Regions from separate parts of the Mus musculus genome. Here region 2 is linked to region 1. The links are chromatin contacts, called in public HiChIP or PLAC-seq maps. All regions are on one chromosome and are shown on one strand. Each heading gives the region's core, a stretch centred on a gene start, on an enhancer-like site or on the middle of the called end of the contact. The rest is flanking DNA. Distances are from core to core; before and after follow the strand shown. Region 1 overlaps Plagl1 (pleiomorphic adenoma gene-like 1). Region 2 holds the start of Adgrg6 (adhesion G protein-coupled receptor G6).

Region 1 (3,682 bases), core at 744-3,243:
CAGAGCGTCTGTGTATAATGGGAGCAGTGTGAGATCTGAAGACTGAACACTTGGAGTTTCCATCCTCCTGCTGTATGACACTGGCAAGTCTCTTCACCTTGCTAGAGCCCATTTTCTCCTCTCTGAGAAACACGTTCATAATGCCTCAGTCAGTTGTAAGAGGAGGATCAAGTTGTAATATCGCAGTTCTTTGCAAATGCTTCTGAAAGATTGGTAAGTGAGCCCATGAGTGTGTTTGACCCTGGCCACAGGCTTTCTTAAAGTAGTAAATTTCATGAGTACTTCTGAAAAATAATTTGATGTAGAGGAGCTTAATGAGTTTCCAGAGAACCTTGTTTGAGTCAGAGTGACCTGCAATTATGTGACGCCGATCATAAGACCAGCTTCCTGTCATGAGCAAGCTTTGGAGGCATGCTAATTTCACAGTACCTTGTAAAGAAATTCCTGACAGATATTTTTGTCTCCATTTCAGAAGACTAGGAAAACAGAGATGTTAGTGTAACCCCTTAACCTAAAGTACGTCAATGGACAGATTTAGCTTAACATTCTTGATAAAACAGTCACTTGTCTTTGTCACAGGCACCTGTCTCCCCTCCCTGCCTTTATCATCTTCTTCCCTTCCCCTTTTGTCTCTTTTTCTCCTTCTTTAGTTTTCTGAGAGAGGCTCTCGTTATTGAGCCTAGGGTTGGCCTTGAACTCGTGACCCAACACTGTGAGCGTCTGAGGGCCATGCTGAGATTACCAGCGTGTGCTATCACAATCGCCACTTTGGCCTTTTTAAAGCTCATTCCTGTCTAACCTTGAAAATAAGTGGAAGCCTTTCACAGAGGGCTGTTGACTACTCTCTGTGGTACCTCTGTAGTAGTTAAAGATAGACAAGAATCAGTGAATTCAGGGCTCAGGAAATCTGTGGTGAGCCCTAGGACAGTACTGAAGCTTGGAACTGGGCATGTGGGAAGGGTGTGTTCTGCATCAAGAAGTGGGTTTTCCATACCTTTAGTTCCAATATTGTTTATTTTCTCTTCGGTTTAGGAATTTTGAAAGGTAAGCCATCTCTCCTGTTTACTCAGGATGAGTGACAGACACGAACACATTTCATTACAGGGTTTGGTGAAGGTCGCCTCAAAGGAGCAGTTCTGAATTCAAGGGCAAATTTAGAAACCCTTTTAATTATGTTTGTTTAATAGAGGTAACCCCCCCTTGGGAAAACATATTTTCTTTCAGACTCTGTTGGTTCGCCCTGCCCCTGGCTAGCCCTCTTCACTCCCACAAACGTGCAAACACTCCTTCACACAGAGACCACTATTTAGGACCTGGCTACCCAGCTAGATTCCCCAAGTTAAAGGGGAAAAAAAAGGTAACTGTTTCGCCCCTGTTCCTATTTCTGTTTAGCAAACAGAATTTATACAAACTATACTCTTCTCTGAGCTGTGTGGCCTTCCCTGGGGACGGTGCCTTCGGGAACGTCTAGAAGTTAGAAATTACACTTTTCACTTGAAGTAACCAGGAACTTGTACAGTGTAGGGGCTTTGCTGGAACACAGGAGTGGATTGATAAGGGGCTGGTCGGGGGACCTTCCACCACACCTATACAACTGTTAGGTTGGGAAGAAACTTTCCAGAGAGTTTGGGTTCAGTGGAGAAAAGAAATTTCAGACGGTTAAGTGGATCACCATTCGTAAAGATACCATGGAAGGAGAAAGGGAGAGCGAGAGAGAAGAAGTTTATTTATGGAATGTCAGGGAGCCATTGAGGCCCAGCAGGATCTAGAAACCTAGGACTTTCCTCCAGGCCTCTCTTCTCCCCCTGACCTTGGATGAACTAGTGAGCAGTATATTATGCCAGCCGATTGTATCGTTTTGTCACGGTTAGCATTCTGGACTGTCACTGGAATGTAGGAAACAGATGAATTTGAATTGAACCATGAGGTGGTCTGCCCGGCCCTCTCCTGGTCTCAAGGAGACCTGTCGCAGTTTGTCTGGGCTGGGCCTTAATGAAAGCTTTAGAGGGAGAGAGAGGTGGGCCTTTGATCTCTTTGTTCCTGCTGCACCCTGGGAACTGGCTGAAATCAATGCGCTGTTTTCCTGAAGGAGTGAATGGGTCTGCCTAACTAGCTTTGTAAAGCTGTGGGGAATTCACTGCCTCTGTTTATTGACAGCTGAAAGGGAGCGCATGGGGTGGAATGGACCTTCTTGTGAAAACCAGGCACAGGAAAAATTAGACCTCAATTTAACACAGAGGAATTTGGAAATTCACCCCAAAGGAGCCGGGAGTTTCTCATGCTTACATTAGAATGACTCAAGTTTGGGGCTAGTGTGTAATGAACAATGGGGGTTTTGTCCCAACTATGCTATAAGTAGGAATATGGTATGCATAATGAATGACGGCAAGTAGCCGGCCATTCAACGTGCCCTTCTCTTTTTAAAACCCAGACAGAAAGACAAATGCGAACCATGATATAATCAGGTGATCCCCTCCTTTCTTTCCACCAAGAAGAAGCATTAATGGCATGGCTGGCTCCTTCAAAGTTTGTTTTTCATTTGTTTGTTTCAAAACATCTTTGAACTTGAGATCTAAGTTCATGGCGGGGACCCATTCTGTCTTGTGATTATTGCAGGGATACAATGATTACACATCATGGAGTTTTTTTTTTTTTTCTAGTCCCAGAACTGCTGAGAATGTCCGCAGAGTGTGTCGGAAACAAATGCGACAGACAGTGGACGGAGATAGCTCCTGGAGTAACAATAGTTTGTAAATCTTAAAATTAACTACCTTCCTTTTCAGAACATGGTAAAGTAGGAGCTCTGGTTTATGGCAAGGAAATACCCCACCCTTTCTTAGCTCTCTTCCCTCACTGGCCTGATGCTTGATTTCCCAGAAAGAATTTATGGCTCCCTCCTTTGGCCCCAGCCCTTTGTGCATACCTCAACCACAGCACTTAACACGTCCCCCAGAGCTCTTTGTTTAGGTGTATTCTTTTAGCTAGAGGTAAAGCAGCTGTGTCCTATTCATTTTTATATCTTCAAGCCCAGCAAAGTTCTTGGCTCAGTAAATGTGGCTGGATGAATGGGGATTGATGGCTCTCTGTACATCCTATGAATGTAACTACTTAACCAGGCTTCCACTGCAAATGCTACATTTTAGGAAAACCTGATTGGTCTATTGAACCTGATCAATGCTGTTGCTGTTCCTTTATGGCGTATTATCAAACACTTTTTTTTTTTTTTTTTGCCTTCATAAGTTTGCGAGCCTCCATCAGCCCCTCTAGAGGAGGCATTTAAAAGCATAGGGCAATGTCCCTTTTGGGGCCAACCTCTGATATCGTTCCTTTCTAAAAGATTCTTAGTGAGTGTCATGTGTAGATATTTTCCCTAAGAAGATGACCAGGCTTTTAATTAAGAGTTCTGTAGACTTTCCCTTGACTGAAATTATCACTTGAGACAGATAAAGCTGCAGTTGAGATGATTTAATTCTATGATATGCTGATAATACAGAATAAAACCTCCCCCCCTCCTCTCACTGGCATTGCTGCCTATCTACCCCCAAGTGGAAACTGAGGAAGAATTTTATCCTGTGCAGCCACTTTGATTTCATAGGACCCTAAATCACACCCAATTGCTGAATTATTCTCACATCAACTCTCTGCCAAGGGGCTTGCACTCTAACTAGGTAGATCATTGTCA
Region 2 (3,682 bases), core at 611-3,110, 1.4 Mb after region 1:
TGAAAAATATAATTTGTCTCCCATTTCAACGTTTTTAACAAGATAATAGAAATATTTTCCTTGGGTAGCTTGGCATTATCTCCATGTAGTCTAACTTGGCTAAAATGGGTTAAGCTGTCTCAAACAACTGCACAGAAAATACGCATAACCATCTTGAAAGAGAGAAAATATTTCCAGCAAAAGAATTTGGTAAAGAAATTTAAATCAAGGACAAAAAGCTTTGAATGATTGTTTGCTCATGACTCAACCTGAGAAGACATAAATTTAATCACACTTAATCCAAATTGCGAGAGTGTTATCATTACTGGTTGATCAGTAGTGTGTGTGTGTGTGTGTGTGTGTGTGTGTGTGTGTGTGTGTGTGTGTGTGTGCTTTTAATCCCATGAGGTCTCTATACCTGGGGAGGCTGCCTAAACATCTCCAGTGAAAAGTCAGGGTATGTTTGCAGGAAAAACTGAAGTTGGAAACAAACTTAGCAGTCATTCCAAACCTGTTGCCTGCATAGGCGAACCAGTCTTATGTTACAAGGCTGGCTGTTTCCCAAGACAAACGCTTACAAGTTATCCATTCGTCCATTCCACTGGCAGAAGCAAAACTGTAAAAGTCACAGGTGTGGCATTACTTCACATGGAGTTTTAATAAAAATAAGTGGTATTCATTACAAGGCACAGAGCAGAGATCAGAGCTGCGGCATGGCGGGTGTGGTTGGTATGCTCTGTTCTGTCTCCCACCTTAAAAACGCGTTTGGGGATGCAGACAGGACAGAGCAGCGAAGGGAAATAAAGACTCAAGATGCTTGGTGGTAACCTGGAAGAGGAAATTGAAGTGGAAATAAGTAAGGATGGAGTAATGGAGTGAGGGAAGTATCAATTTGTTATACCTCTTCAACAAGTTAGTGGAAGGGGGTTAAACGTCTGCCAAGTTGATGGCCCAAGAATAAAGCAAATGGCCGAGGGAATAATTACAGTGTGAAAAAAGGCAACAACGTTTAAGTTCACCGCAAAGATAAGTGTGACCCTTCTGAGAATCACTGACCAGTTGGGAAGGCCAGGAACTGCGGAGGCTGCTCTTTCACCAGGTCCCTCTGAGCCATCCCACAACTTGGATGGTAGTTCCATCCAGGCAAAACCTTCATGCTTTTTCTGTCTCACCCTCTCCTCCAGTGCCTCCTACTTGTAATTCTACCGGAAGCCTCCATCATTCCTTATTTACTTGTTAATCAACATCTTCTACTGAGAACACTTTTCTGAGTTCTTCAAAGAAAACGGCGAGAGGTGGGAGGTTACAACTGGATAAAAAACTCATTTAAATATCTATGAGGTCTAAGAAGGACTTCTACAGGCAAAAATGACAGCTGAAAGCCAATGTCTCGCTGGCAGTACCTTCCCAGACCCTAGGTGTTGATCCCGGGAATGCTGGCTTGACAGGACCAGGACCCTGAAGACAGATACACAGTGCGTTCCTACTTGTTTAACCTGAATCAAAACCCTGCCATTCTTATTTTTTCCACTGCCCAAAAGTGAGGTTTAACTCTCTAGGGGAGAAAGGGTTCTCTAGGGGAGAAAGCCACACACACATGCTCCGGCTCTGTTTGGCAATACCCAGTCCCGGGTGCCTCGAGGAGGCACGCTGAAGCTTCTCTTACTGCAGTTGGTACCTTTCTAGGAAGCGCTGCTCTAAAGTGGTGAAGGGGACACAGATGGAGGTGCGATGGGCTCCAACCTGGAAGGCGACTTACATGCTGGCATTACCGTGTGGAGATTCCCAGAGGCCGCACACTCATCCTCCAGCGCTCTCTGCGTTGTTGCCCTCAAGCTCCACCGAAGAAGATCCCGGCTTTCGGGACCGCGACCCGCAGGACCCTTCGTCACGCCCTTTCTCGAGAGTTCATAGGGTTTCCCGGCAGCTGCTCGTCGCCTGCGCAAGGGGCGGCGCAAGGTGGACCCGGGGCGCGCGCCGTGGAGTTCAAGATCAGGTCCGGCGCGCGGGGGAGCGGCTGACCGCGGCAGGTTCTGCCGCCCGGGCGAAGAACTTTCACAAGAGTTGGGACGAAGGGCTCCGGCGAGCGGGTGGCGTCCGATCCCGGCCTGCGGGGCTTGGAGAGGCTGAGATCACCAGGCTCCTGAGCCTGCGGCCAGTCGCGGCGCAGCGCTGGCGTCCGTTTCCCCCTGAGGCTCAGGTGCGGCTCGGCGCGCCCCCCGGGTGGCCCCAGCTCTAGGCGTTCAGAGGACAGAGGACCGTCCTGCAGGCGCAGCTGCCCCACCCAGGGCCGGCCACCCGAGGGCAGAGGCAAAGGGAGAAGTCGCCACGCGGGGCGGGACCGGCGCGGGCGGCGGGGTTGGAAGACTGGCACAGAGCCAGAAGCAGCTCCGGGGAGGGGACCCCGCTGACCCCGAGGTCACCCGCGGGCCGCGAGAGCAGAAACCCGCAGAGCTTGGGTGAAGGAGCTCCGAACGCAGGCGCGCCAGTGGGCATGTGTTCTGAACGCTGCCAAGAACCCGGGCTGTCCCTTACTTTTCCCTTTCTTAGTTCTTCCTCCTCCGCCCCCCCCCCCCGCCCGTCCCCTCAATTTTCCTCCAGAAAGAAAGAAAAGAAGAGAGAGAGAGAGAGAGAGGAAGAAAGGAAGGAAGGAAGGAAGGGAGAGAAAGGAAGGAAAGAAGAGAAGAGAAGAGAAGAGAAGAGAAAAGAAAAAGAGAAGAGAAAAGAAAAGAAAAGAAAATGGAAAAGAAAAGAGAGAGAGAGAGAGGAAGAAAGAAAGAAAGAAAGAAAGAAAGAAAGAAAGAAAAGAAAGAAAGACAGGGGGAAGGGTATTTAATGAGGGAAAGGTGGAGGAGGGCTTGAGAGGTTTGGGGCGATATGCCTCCTTTAAATTTAACTTTTTTTTTTTTCTGTTTGAGTGGAATTAATTTACTAATACAAGTGCAGCCGCTCACTAGGGGAAGTCAAGACAGCCAGGCAATGCTTCTCCTGAGAAACTGCTTTGCAAGGGATATAGGCACACCCACTTGCTAAAAGACAGGGAAGCGCTCCAGCAGAGGGTCCCTTGCGCTGTGCCTTACCAGACTAAATTCAGAGTGCTAGGGGCGGCGGCCTTTCCAGACTTGGTTCCATTCAGAGTGAGGCAGTACGGCTTTCCTTGTAGACACACACACACACACACACACACACACACACAAAAGCCATAAAAGTAGATTAACCCTGATTGGCTAGTGGTAGAGAAGGGTTGGGGTAGGAGGCAAAGAGGTAAAACAGGACTGAGGACAGATAGTTTCAGGCAAAAGAAAGAGGAAGCTGGAAAGCCGCCAGCAATCTAGACTACTTCTGATCCAGCCTGTGTTCTTTTGATTTTTATCAGTATTTATTTTAACGTTTAAAAAAAAAAAAACACAGTAGAATTAATAAAGAATCAAACTGCTTCATTTAAGGAAAGCTGAGATGGTTTTGGTTTTACAGGTAGAGAAATAGGTCCAGGGAGGCATAGTCTGCACTAATTATTCAGAAATGATCAGGGTTCGAGTCTAAGGTTTAGAGACTCTCAGTTCAAGGCCGCCTCTGTGACACTAGATTGTCTCAAGGATTTAACGTTCCTCCTAGAACTTTTCAAAACGACATAATTTTACAGTTTTGTGGGTCTGGAATCTGGGTGTAGCTTAGCTCTGAAGGCTCGACAGGACCAATGTCT

Evidence for each region. HiChIP or PLAC-seq counts read pairs in DNA pulled down with a chosen protein or histone mark.
Region 2: a contact with region 1 is called in an H3K27ac HiChIP or PLAC-seq map of embryonic stem cells, with 4 times the contacts expected there. The contact joins the promoter of Adgrg6 here to the enhancer-like site in region 1. A contact is called at or near these places in 2 of 39 promoter capture datasets (hippocampal neurons and liver), 1 of 115 datasets of contacts at active chromatin or transcription factors (embryonic stem cells) and 1 of 9 other capture datasets (adipose tissue).

What each region holds. Positions count from the first base shown.
Region 1 is chr10:13,106,163-13,109,844 of GRCm38.p6, forward strand. All of the region lies in intron 2 of Plagl1 (pleiomorphic adenoma gene-like 1), which reads left to right. Among named protein-coding and RNA genes, the nearest start is that of Hymai, 17 kb to the left of the region's middle. Within about 2 kb of position 1,994, at least 58 of the 459 cell types and tissues checked have an H3K27ac peak or open chromatin away from gene starts, as enhancers often do. A contact at or near this core is called in embryonic stem cells, where this site is marked.
Region 2 is chr10:14,543,176-14,546,857 of GRCm38.p6, forward strand. Adgrg6 (adhesion G protein-coupled receptor G6) reads right to left here and starts at 1,861. Exons shown (of 25, transcript NM_001002268.3): 1 at 1,739-1,861. The coding sequence starts at 1,740.